2 separate regions of the Mus musculus genome follow, and region 1 is linked to region 2. The links are chromatin contacts, called in public promoter capture Hi-C maps. All regions are on one chromosome and are shown on one strand. The core of a region is the stretch at or near the end of the contact, and the rest is flanking DNA. Distances in the headings are between cores, read along the strand shown. Region 1 holds the start of Ovol1 (ovo like zinc finger 1). Region 2 holds the start of Capn1 (calpain 1).

Evidence for each region. Promoter capture Hi-C pulls out the DNA fragments that hold promoters and counts their contacts.
Region 1: a contact with region 2 is called in a promoter capture Hi-C map of the SN4741 cell line, with 4 times the contacts expected there. A contact is called at or near these places in 3 of 39 promoter capture datasets (the SN4741 cell line, erythroid cells and liver) and 2 of 9 other capture datasets (adipose tissue and liver).

Annotation. Positions count from the first base shown.
Region 1 is chr19:5,557,103-5,562,892 of GRCm38.p6, forward strand. It overlaps Ovol1 (ovo like zinc finger 1), which reads right to left and starts at 3,473. Exons shown (of 4, transcript NM_019935.3): 1 at 3,099-3,473. The coding sequence starts at 3,198. It also overlaps a transcript of Ap5b1 not described here.
Region 2 is chr19:6,010,429-6,016,510 of GRCm38.p6, forward strand. It overlaps Capn1 (calpain 1), which reads right to left and starts at 4,819. Exons shown (of 22, transcript NM_007600.3): 1 at 4,678-4,819; 2 at 3,773-4,040; 3 at 3,568-3,637; 4 at 3,161-3,279; 5 at 869-1,002; 6 at 587-755. The coding sequence starts at 4,039. Gm10814 (predicted gene 10814) reads left to right here and starts at 2,192. Exons shown (of 5, transcript NR_045783.1): 1 at 2,192-2,256; 2 at 3,801-3,928; 3 at 4,441-5,384; 4 at 5,889-6,055.

The sequences.
Region 1 (5,790 bases), core at 2,223-4,722, 450 kb before region 2:
CGGCTTCCCACAATGCTACATGAAGCAGCGGCCCACAGCTGACTTTTCAGCCTGACTACTCAACCTGGCAAGAGCAGTCAGAGGCAGTCAGGTCTCTGAGTTCAAGGACACCCTAGTCTACAAAATAGTACCAGGACATCTAGGACTACGCAGGGAAAACCTGTCTTGAAGGGTAGATCTTTGAGTTCCAGGGCCTCCTGGTCTACAGAGTGAGTTCCAGGACTACACAGTAAGACTCTGTCTGTCTCAAACAATGAAAGGAGTGGTCAAGTTCCTACACTATCTAGCAGCAGTGGCAAGCTGGGCCACGTTATCTGGAGGAACCCTGGCTCCTGCACTGCAGCCTGGCTAGCCTGGGTTTTAGCCTGTAGGGTTGTTTGTTTGTTTTGGGTTTTTTGTTTTTTGTTTTTTTGTTTTTTTTTTTGAGATAGGGTCTCGGATAGCCAGGACTGGCCTCAGGGCTGTTCTGTAGCAGAGGCTGTCTGAATTCCAGATCCTCCCGCTTCCACCTTCCAAGTATGGGGATTACAGATGTGCACACCCTACCTAGCTTCCGAGCTTTGGGCATGTGTTGTGCTCCCAGAACAGGTCAGCGAGCCAGATTATTAGCCAGGGGGAGGCTTGGAAGGAGGGGGACCTGGAGCTTAGAAGAGGCACCTGGAATTCTCCTGGAGTTCCAGCTTTCAGGCTCAGTCTGTCCCTAGGTCCCTTCCTTTTCTGTGACTTCACTCATCAAGGACAAGCCTTAGAGGAATGGCTCCAAGGCAAGTCCTTGAACCTCCCATAGAGCAGGAATGGTATTCGACCCCCAGCTACAAGGGCCTGTTTCATTCTAAAAATAATAATAACCCACCATCCTTCCTGTCACCAGAGTAAACAACCAAGTAGAGAGTCCAGTACCAGAAGAGGTGGTGGGTGGTGGGGAGGAGCCAAGTGAGTCCCCGAACTGCGCTGGTGGAGAACGGAGTCATTGCCTTCCTTGCCTGCCTTCTGGTGCGGGCTACCAGCTCTCCCCAGAGCTGAAGGAATGGCCATGACTGTCCTGGGAGATGACTCTGGAAGCTTGTGGGAAGGATCGTGAAGGGATGGTGAGGGGTATCTCCCAGGTCAGGCCCAGCAGCCCAGCATCCTCAGTATGTAGTAAACTCTGGAGGGGAGGTCAGAACTCACAGACTCCCATACTCCCAGCCCTCCCACTGGGAACGGGGTCATTGCTTAGCTGGTCAAAGCATGCTGTGTGAGGTAGGGTAAACGTGCCCAGCCAGCTCCTGGGACCATGGTTGGCTGCTGGTGGAATGGCTCAGCCGGGAGACAGAACACACCCCCTGCACTCCGGCCGTCTGAGGCATCCAAGCATAGAACAGCTCCATTCCCCTTTTTATTTCCAAAACTGTGGGGAAAACTGTAGCTCCTGGGACCACCTGACACAGGAAGGAAAATTAAGCCCTGCCGCTCCTACCCACAAGTCTCTTTCAACTCAGCGATGAGGGGGTTCTTACAAGAGCTTATTTTCCGCCCTGGGCAGTCCTGAGAGAGGGAAGCACCTCCTTAGGACAGCAGTCGTAGGTGGCACTGACTATCCACCTAATGGGACAGGCCATGGGACCAGGTCTCTGGTCTTCATGTCCCTCGGATCTGTTCAGGGGGGCAGGGGGAATTTCTAGAACCCAAGGAAGTCTTAATAATTTGAACTAGCTGAAAGTCAGTGGACGGTCTGTTACTGACTGGGATGGGAAGTAAAACTAAAAACAACAGCACTCTGAGCCTGGCTTAACACAAGCTCACCTTTAGCACAGTCCAAGTTCAGGTTATCAGATCCCAAGGAGCACCTAAGCAGCACGCCAAACACGGGATGGGGAGGAGGCCGGAGCGAGGAACCAACGGGCTGTGTCCCTCAGCAGCCCTTCTGGAGGTGGCGCACCGGCCAGAACATACAGCCAGGCAGAAATCACAAAATCCCAAGCCCACACCTCAGGGCTTTTACCTCCTGCTCCTCCACATTGGAGATTCTAGGGCCTTCTGGCCCATTCCCTCCTTTAAGCAGCCTTCAGAGTAGCCATACAGCTCCTTAGTAAGGTTCACTTATAAAACATCCTACCAGCCATCGGATCCTGGACGGTCTGACACAAAACACCATTACGCCCAAGACAGCTTTCCAAGAGGGAAATTGAGGCAAGAACCCGCACAGGGCCCCTCACTCACCACCCTCATTTCCCCTGCTTTCTTAAAAGCCTGGGTGGAGCCAGGGAACCTGCAGATCAAGGGTCAAAGTCGGTTGGTTAATTACCGCCTCCCCCTCCCCCCTTGGAGGCGCAGGGCAGTAGGCTCCTGCCCCACCCCCCAAGATAGGGGAGGGGAGTTTTGTATTGGGAGAGAGGGGGCAGAAGTTTTCTAGGGTCTCAGAGGAAGATGCAGCTGGAAGAAGAGACAATTCTAGCAACTCAATTCTAAGTTGACGTGCAGGCTGTCAAGGCGTCCTCCCTAAATAAACTAGGTACACTGGCTTCCTGGAGTACCTTACGGCTCTAAGAACCATCTTTTGCTTAGTGTCCTCCACGAGCTGAACCGAGGTGGGACTGTCTCAAAGGCAAGCAAGGTACATTGGGTTTATTTCCCAGCAGCTCCTGGACCGTCAGGCAGGAGTCCAGGGAAATTCGGTGGTCCTGAATCTGGACCCTCATTTCAATACCACCAAAGTTATGGGGCCAAGTTTTCTCTTACAATGTAGCCCAAGTTTCAGCGGAAACTCCAGCTCTGCTCCTTTCCATTCCCTGGCCCTCCCCTCCAAAGTGGCATCGCTCCAGTGCTCCTCTCCTGCCTCATGAAAGCCCGGGTTTTCTGGATTTACGACACGAGAGCCGGAGGTCGCCTGAGCGGTGACACACCCCACTGCGTCCCCTGTAGCGCGGCGCGGGCAGGAGATCCCGGGCCTGAGAGCGGCAAAGCCTCGGTTTGGAGTCCCCTTCCCCCACCCACGCTCCTTCAGCGCCGGGGGTCGAATCGCGACGAGAATCTGCGTCCCCACGCTCGACTGACCGGCGCCGACCGCTGGTCCGTGCGCCCCGCCCTCCCGGCGCCGGGAGCCCGAGGCGCCTCACCTGGCACGTAGATCTCGCCGCGCTCTTCGTCCGGGAGCTCGCTCCAGTTCCTCTTGCACGTGGAGACGCATGGCTTCTTCACCAGGAACGCGCGAGGCATCTTCAGTTCCTCCTGGCCCGGCGCGGTTCGCTCTGGTAAGTCGAGTTCGTGTGGTCGTCCCACCTTTTCTTCCACCGGATCGGGGTTGAGGCGCGGGAATAGGGACAGTTCAAGGAAAGAGTCGCCGAGGCGTGTCCACGTTCTTAGGACAGAGTGTACCAGGGACCACGCGTGGCGTTTCCAACTACGCCGAAGGTCGCCGGTGTCCACAGAGAGGGTGCAGCCAGGTGCACCGGGATCGCAGAAGCGCTAAGCCAGCGTCCTTTAGCTCGACTGGCGTCCCCGCGGCTGCTCGCGAAGTCTTCAAGTGCGAGCTGGACGGACGGGTTCACGCTTTATTGGCTCGCGGCGGTGTGTGTTGGTGGCTCGGGCGGGGGTGGGGTAGGGGTGTTGATCTGATCTAATTAGCTTGGAGTGGCCGAGAGAGCGATGGCGCATGCGTTGGGAAATAACGGTGACAACCCACCTATTTGTTACCTGTCGAACCGGTTTCCATTCCGCTGCGGGTGAGGTGGCCTCGCGGCCCGGGCGGGGTGGCACGACGGGGGCAGGGTTAGGGGGCGTGCTCCGGTCCCCACACCCAGAAGCACCCGGCCCGCCCCGGACCTCCCCTGCCCAGCGTGCTCACGTTTGCAAACTAGAGTTTCGGAGGGAGCGGGCACGGAAAGGGAGGGGAGGGCAACGTTATTTGCACCGGCGCTCGCACGCTCTGTGGGCGATGACATAAAACTGGCCCAACAGGTCCGGGCCCAGCCTGGCGCGCCCGGGGCGCCGGGAGAGGCACAAAGCCGCGGAGCGGGAACCGGCGGTCCGGGCCCGAACCCAGCGGCCAGGGATCCCCAAGGCCAGGGTGAGCAATTCTTGGTTCAGCGGAGAGGTATTTGCTGGGCACCGGGTTCCTGCGGAAAGGCACGCGAGACGAGAGGTGCGCGTGGACCGGGAGGCTCGGATGCGCCTGTGAATCCAAAGCTGGAGCCTGCCTTCTGGTTTCGAGGGCGATTAAACTGCCCTGAGTCCAACCTAACCCAGGCCAGCACCTTGGCATATGGGCGGGTGTATTCGCCCAAACTCTCCTGGTCATAAACAGCCGGATTTCAGATTCTGAAAACCTGGAAGAGGCTCTGGGATAATGACTCCAGCTGAGTGAGATCTGACACAGTCCTCTTGCCTGTTGCAACCAGTGTCCTCCCTGGGTGGGAGATCAGCAAGCAGCTCCCCCTCCACCCTGCTGTACTCTTCAGCAGGCCTAGTTGGAGCTATGCCCCACCCCCATTGAACTGAGAGTGTTCCGTGGCCTTCGTGTGAGCCACACTATGACACTTTGGCCGTGCTGGGTTGCTTTTACTGGCTGACCTATTAAAGGCAGGGATGGAACCTGCAGTTAAAGGCTGCTAACATTTTTAGACTCCAGACTTCAGTACACCTGTCTCACATAGTGTTAAATGTTTGCCGGAACAGACTGTGAGGAAATTAGTCTGATAAATTAATTCACACAGTTCAAAAGTCAGGAGTCACAGGTGGATACGGTTCATGCTTGTGATCCCAGCTTGTGGGAAGCTGAGGTAGGGAAACTGAGTTAGAAACCAATCTATGTTTCATAGTGAAATCCTGTCTCAAGCAAAACAAAAGAACTAAAAGAAAGGCTGTCCATGTGAGTCACAAGGTACTTGCCAGTAAGTGGGGAGACCTGTGTCCAGCTCCCAGGACCCACAGAGTGGAGGGAGAAAGCTGATCCCTCAGGTGCTCTCTGACCCATGGCACAGTATGGAACTGGTGCGTGCTGGCACACACACACACACACACACACACACGCACAGTAGTTGAGAGGGAAGTCCTTAATATGGTCTCTGAGGCAGTCACTTGCAGAGGACATTTCAAACGTGGGAGGACTTGTAGAGACCCCATATATTTCCCCATATTTTTGTGAACTCCCTGGGGTGGATGAGGAGAAAGTACAGCTTGGGGCAGCCCTGCAGAGACACTAGCCCCCTCCTCACTGAGCAGGAAGTAGACTGAGTTTGATCAAGGGCCTTAAGTCTGTTCCTGGAGGATCCTATCACCCCCCCACCCACCTCCCGGGTTTCCTGGGAAGGTGACAGGACTCTTCTGAGCCATTAAGATTTGCCACTTCCCCTTGCTGTCCCCAGAGAGCCGTCTGTCATAGCCCACACTTCTGTACCCCCTTTCACTCTGATTTGGACCTTGCTCGGTAACTAACATTAGTTGAGCACCTACTGTATGCTTATCTTTAGCAATAAATCCGGGGACATCAGCACTGATTGGGACGCAGCTGAACTTGGCTTTTTTTTTTTTTTTTTTTTTTTAGACAGGCTTTCCTCTGAGTAGCCCTGGCTGCCCTGAAATTAGCTCTGTAGACCAGGCTGGCCTTGAACTCACAGAGATCTACCTGCCTCAGCCTCCCAAGTGCAGAGATTAAAGGCAGCCTGGTGGGTTTACATAGTACTTCTTGAGCTTCTTCATGTGCCGCCTCATGGCAGGAGAGTGCCCAGAGTCTACTGTGAAGCCTTCACCGGCATCCGTGAACACAAAGCCAGCCTTTTTTTTTTTTTTTTTTTTAATCAGAGAGCAAGT
Region 2 (6,082 bases), core at 3,569-6,068:
TGTGGGCCAGACAACGGTAAGCAAGGAGAAAGGAAAGGAGAAGGAGCCAGGCGTGGGTGAAGTCAAGAATAGGAAAGAGATTGCATCAGAAGGCTGAAGCACTGGACTGGGAGAGCCTTGGAACACGGGAAGGTCATAAGAATGAAGGCCTGGCTAATCTACTCCATATTGTTCCAATTGTAGTATATGTGCTGCCTAAAGAAATGGCTCAATGTTAAGTGCACTGGCTGCTCTCCCAGAGGTCCCAGGTTCAATACCCAGCACCCACACGGCAGCACACAGCTGTCTGTAATTCCAGTTCCAGGGACTTGACACCTTCACACAGACATACATACAGGAAAAGCACCAATGCACAGTAAATAAAAACAAACAAACAGACAAACAGACAAGAATGAGAAGGGAGGGAGCAGGAGGGAGCTGAGGAGCTGGGGCACCGCTGAGATTTGAAGGAAGAAGTGAGGAACATGGAGTATTCGAGGAGGTGATGGGCGGGGCTCATCCCCAGCCGGAAATGAGCTGAGGAGGGGGCGAGTGGTGCGCTGAAGATGAGATTAGGGTTTGTCAGAGGAACTTAGACATCACTCACATTAATGGAGCAGCCCAGCAAGGAGCCTCGTTCCAGGGCCTTTAGAATGATCTGGTAGAGGTCGCTGGGGGCCTTCTGCAGGTCGTACCACTCAGTGACCCCACCGGTAAAGTCCTCGAAGGCCTCTGAGGTGCAGCCTCCCGAAAGAGCCTCATAGCTGCCATTCACTCTGTGGGCAGCTCCAGGTCGGTTAGTAGCATCATCAAGGAGGACCGGGTAAGAGGGCCAGGACAACCTCTCCACCCCCAGAGACCGAAGATGTGCCCTGGGGATCCTACTCACTTAGCATAGGCTTTCTCCAGCAGTGCGCTCCAGAATTCGTTGCCCTGGGCAGAGTGCACGAACACCAGCTTCCCGTCCTTGGTGGGCAGCAAGTCATCTATGACCACGTCGACCCACTCCCCGAACTGCCACAGCTGTGGGAGGGACAAAGTCAGCCCCTGCCCTGGGCCTGGTCCCCAAACTGCCACAGCTGTGGGAGGGACAAAGTCAGCCCTTGCCCTGGGCCTGGTCCCCAAACTGCCACAGCTGTGGGAAAGGGACAAAGTTAGCCCCTGCCCTGGGTCCCAGGCCTCCTCTCCAGCTTCAGCTGGACTTACTAAATGCACGAGTCTCGATCTGTATGCTGGGTACATGTGTAACACACACACACACACACACACACACACACACACACACGTATCGCGCACACACACATTCTTACAGGCATGCCTCTTGTCTTCTAGAGTGTACAGTCACTCAGCCCAGGGCACCACAACTATAGACACCTAAAGGTGTCTCAGCACTCAGGAGGTAATCTCTATGAGTTCAAAGAAAACCTGATCTACACAGGAAGTTCCAGGACAGCCAGTAAGACTATGTCTGAAAAACAAAACAATACCACAAAACCAGATCTGGACCGTGTCAGTGGTTCTGGGGGTGCCTGGGGGTCTAGCTGTTAGCCTCTAAGCCTCAGAACTAGAGTGCAGTCCTCGGATCCACAGGATGGAAGGGAAGAGCTGGCCCTACAAGTCATCCTCTGCCCTTTACACAGACACACTGTTAATCCCCATCAACACACGCACACGCGCACACACGTTATAAATAAATGGAATTAGAATTTTTAGATGAACAAGTCAGAACAAGGCTCGCCTTCAGATATGGGAGAGGGCAAGGGCAAGAAGGCCTCCAGTCCATGTTCCTCCTCAAAGCAACCCTAGGTCCTGCCCCTCTTACTTGCCTTCCTATTTTTTTTTAATTTATGTATATAAGTCTTTTTTGTTTGTTTGTTTGTTTGTTTGTTTGTTTTGGTTTTTGAGACAGGGTTTCTCTGTGTAGCCCTGGCTGTCCTGGAACTCACTCTGTAGACCAGGCCCACCTCGAACTCAGAAATCCGCCTGCCTCTGCCTCCCGAGTGCTGGGATTAAAGGCATGAGCCACCACGCCCGGCTATATATGAGTCTTTCTGTTAAGTCTGTACAACAGAAGAGAGCATCAGACCACATTATAGTTGGTTGTGAGGCACCACGAGGTTGCTGAAATTGAACTCAGGAACCCTGAAAGAGCTTCTAGTGCTCTTAGCACAGAGGGGCCAAATACCTTCCGGAGGGAGGGCTGTCCGCACAGGGCGTAGCCCCGGCCATCTCAGCTTCACAGCCCCTTGCTTCCTTATTTTAAGCCTGAGTATAGAAGTAAGTGGGAGATGTGGAAAGACAATGTTGTGCCCAGACCCTCAACCACAGATGGGCAGGCTGGTTCCAAATGCACCAGATTTGCTCCAGGGATGCAGGCCTAGGCTGCCTAGGGACAGAAGCTTCGGAAAACACCAAAAATTGTTGCAGGGAGAAGCCCAGAATGATGAGGTAAGAGGATCACTGAAGGATTTGGGAAGCGGCACTGACTGTGCCAAATAGAAGCTGGAAGAGGAGTAGATTGGAGATTTGAGGAAAGGGGGTAGGGAAAAGGGTGACAGAGCTGTCTTGGTTGGGGCACTCAGCATAGAATAATAGCTGCCATTTCTTCTGGCGTGGGCAGAGTGAGGTAGTGGGACCAAATTAGGCAGAAGGAAGGAACACAGAGACCCCCTTCAGGCATGACTGGGATCATCATGGTAGAAAAGGCCTCAACCAAGACTTTTGGGGTGTGACTCTCAACACTAGCTCCTGGAGAATTCACTAATGTAACTTGAAACGTGGGCCCTGTCAGAAACATCAGGGAATGGTGTTTAAACGCCATGTCTGTCTTTTCCTCTACACTCTGTCAGGTTTGCCAAGTCTGGGAAACTGGGAAAAGGGTGAACTGACAGGTGAAGATGGGGAAACTGAGGCTGGGGCAAAAAGCCAAAGCACTTCTTCCACACTTTCTCTGCTAAGCACAACCTTACCTAGGAGAGCTGCAAGCTGAAAATACCTGCTTGACCATTCACACATGACTGACCAGAGGTGGCACAGAGAGGCCAAATACCTTCCAGAGGGAGGGCTGCCCTCGAAGGGCATGGCCCCGGCCATCTCAGCTTCACAGTGCTGTGGGCCATCCTTTCCCATCTCCCTAAAGTCAGCTATTCCTCTGGCCCAGGGAGGGTGCAGGGACCTTCACCTGGAAATGAAAGATGCCAGCGTAGCCATCCTGAAAGCTCTGGCCGTAGGGAACCACTCGGTGCAGAATAGTCTCGTTGAGGGTGAGGGAGGCAATGGCAGCCAGGAGCCAACAGTCCCCTGGAATAGGAAAGACCCTCATCAGGCTTGCTTTCCGGATCTGCCCAGGGGAGGGAGGTGCTGTGTATGTGGGATGCCGGGGGCCACCAGGGATTCCCTGGGTGGGGTACCCTTCATCTCCCCTCCGCTTACAGAAAAGACCCAGGAATCTGGGCGAACCAGCACCTATGCTGATAGTCAAAACCTGTCTGGACCTGCAGGAGGGAGGAGTTGGGGCAGTGCCCAATGGAACGGGAACGGAGAACTACAATGGGGCAAACGCCCAGAACCCCACCCCTGGGGGCCTACCCAGTGCTCCCTGGCAGATGTCTGTCCGGGTGGCTCCATCCACGATGAACTGGGGGTTTGACATCAGTTCCTACAAGACCCACGGTCATGTTCCTGGGCCAGTCCCTCCTAGAAACTGGTACCCAGACACCACGAATAATGGGGGGGCCCAGTCCCATTGCCCACCACCATCAGAACCAAGTTCCACCCAGAGTGGCCCTCTTACCGTAGGCCGCTTCCATTTGATGCCATAGGTTTTAGAGGAATGAGGACCCAGTTCCTTGAAGCCCAGGCTATGAGAAACCGGAGGGAAGGCCTCGTCTTGGAAGAGGACCCCACTCTGCAGGCATCTTGCCCGAAGCGTTTCATAATCCTGGCCCAGGTACTTGATGGCGTTTTCATGGCGGCCCAAGCCCAGCTCCTTGTCCCGCTTCTTCTGTACTTGGGCTGACACCCCGGTGCAGTACACAGGGGTGATTAACTCCTCTGTCATCCTGGGGAACACATGGGCCTGGTAGAGATGCAGGCCTTCCCAGGGATAAAACACAACTGCCTGCCGACATTCTCCTGGACTCATTCCTCCCCAAACATGGGTCACTGCTCCCTTTACAGTGCCTGGGACTCTCAGCCACCTTGTTGTTAGGCTCTCAGAATCTGGAAAGGGGTGTCCAGTTTCTAGGTATCCTGGTCACCACCTCTCTTTTCCCTATTCTTACCGCCCAGAGGTGACAGTTTGGTATCAGCCATCCAGGCAGGTAGGATAGGGTGGAGGCCAGCCACAGCAGCAGAGCAGAGGTACTCCAGGTACGATCCCTGACACCATTTGCCTGCCTGTAACTTCCCCTCCACAAAGCTGCCAAGCATCTAGTTCATTTGCCCCTTTCCTCGGCTTAGGAACTGAAAACTCCACGCACTGATGCCTTTCCACAAGCTGAACATCAGAGCACTGGACACTGGCCCAGCTACAGCGGACAGGTTGAGCTGAGCGCCTGGGTTGAGCTGCTTCCGGACCCTTAACCCTCAGGCAAACACACAGAAGACCTGAAGCAGGGGCTGATCAGCGACAGCCCCCTAACCCCAGAAGCAGTGGCCTGGGTCAAACAGTCGTAGTCTGGACACCCAACTTCTTACCTGGGGAAGGGGAGTTTGGGAGATTGCTGCGGTCCCTGGGGCTGGCTTCCTTGGTGGCAGCTCAGGGCAGGGCCCAACCAGGAAGAGCGCTCCTCCCTGCCCTCCTCCCTGCCCTCCTCCCCGCCCTCCTCCACCGCCCCTCGGCCCTGGTCCCTCCCTCCCTGGTCCTCCACCTACGCCCGAGGCTCTTACCCCGCTCCCTCTAGGCTCTCCCTTATCTCCCCCGCAACACTTTTTTACTATCTCTTACTTAGGGTGTCTTTCAGTCCCCTCCCCCCGCCCCCTTCCTCTGCAGACTCTAAGCCAGCTCTGCGAGAGGACAAATTGGTAAATGGCAGAGTTGTCTCCCGGGAGGAGCCGGTCGCCGGTCCGGGTGAGAAGGGTTGGACTGGGACAGAAGGGCACCGCCGGCCAGAGAGAGGGTAGGGCAAGGGGTATTTTTAACTAGGGCCGCAGCTCGAGTTGCAGAGCCGCCGGCCCCACCCTATGTCGCCCTCCGGGAAGGTACTGGGGACGATCCGGCTCAGTGACGCCGCCAACACAGTCCTCCACCCGCCTCCTGCGCCCCCGCGTGCCTCTGGGTTGCAGCTGTCTTCCAGCCCAGCCGGCGCTCGGCGAAGCAGGGATTACCTCTGGTGGCTGCAACTGCTTGCTGGAGCTGCCCCTGGCTGGATGAGAGCTGACTTCTGCCGGACGCTAGACAAACGGTAGCCCCACCCCGGCCGGTCCCTGCCGCAGACCCGCTGTAGGGCTGAGCCAGCTCCCCACCCCCTCACCTTAGGGCGCAGGCCTGCAGAGCTAGCACTCCGCCCTAGCGGTCTTTGCGCACACCCTGCATGGCCTTAGGTAAATCCGTGCCTCGATTTCCCCAACCGTGCAGAAAAAAAAGAGGGACAATGGCCTTAGCCAATCTTTGTGTAGCATTCTGGCCTTCTCTTTCAAGTAATTGGTCTGCGCACCTGGGATCAGCTCCCTTGTGGGGGTTACCTGACCCGGGAGAGGGCAGCAGAGGCCCGGAACACCAGGGCAGGCTCACACAGGACCTGCAGATCCCCCTGGGCGCACTACAAGAGTTTGGAGCATCAAGGATGCAGAGGGATTGGAGCGGTCCCAAGGCTCTTCACAGTTATAGAGGTCACAGCATGGCCGATCAAGCTACATAAGATGGACAAGCATTCATTGAATAGATGGTGCTTTTCTTGGGATTCTAGGCACCTCGACACTCCAAAAGTTAAGAGCTGACTGCGTCTAACTTTCGCACCTGGGCGTTATGCTCAGCTGGGCATGAGCTGATGAAGACGCCTCTGCCTTCATGGTTAATGGAGAGGAAGGGTTGGTCCACACACTTTCCCCGACTGAAGCCTCATCTAATGCAGGTGTCAGTAAAGGCAGGAACTTTGGCAAG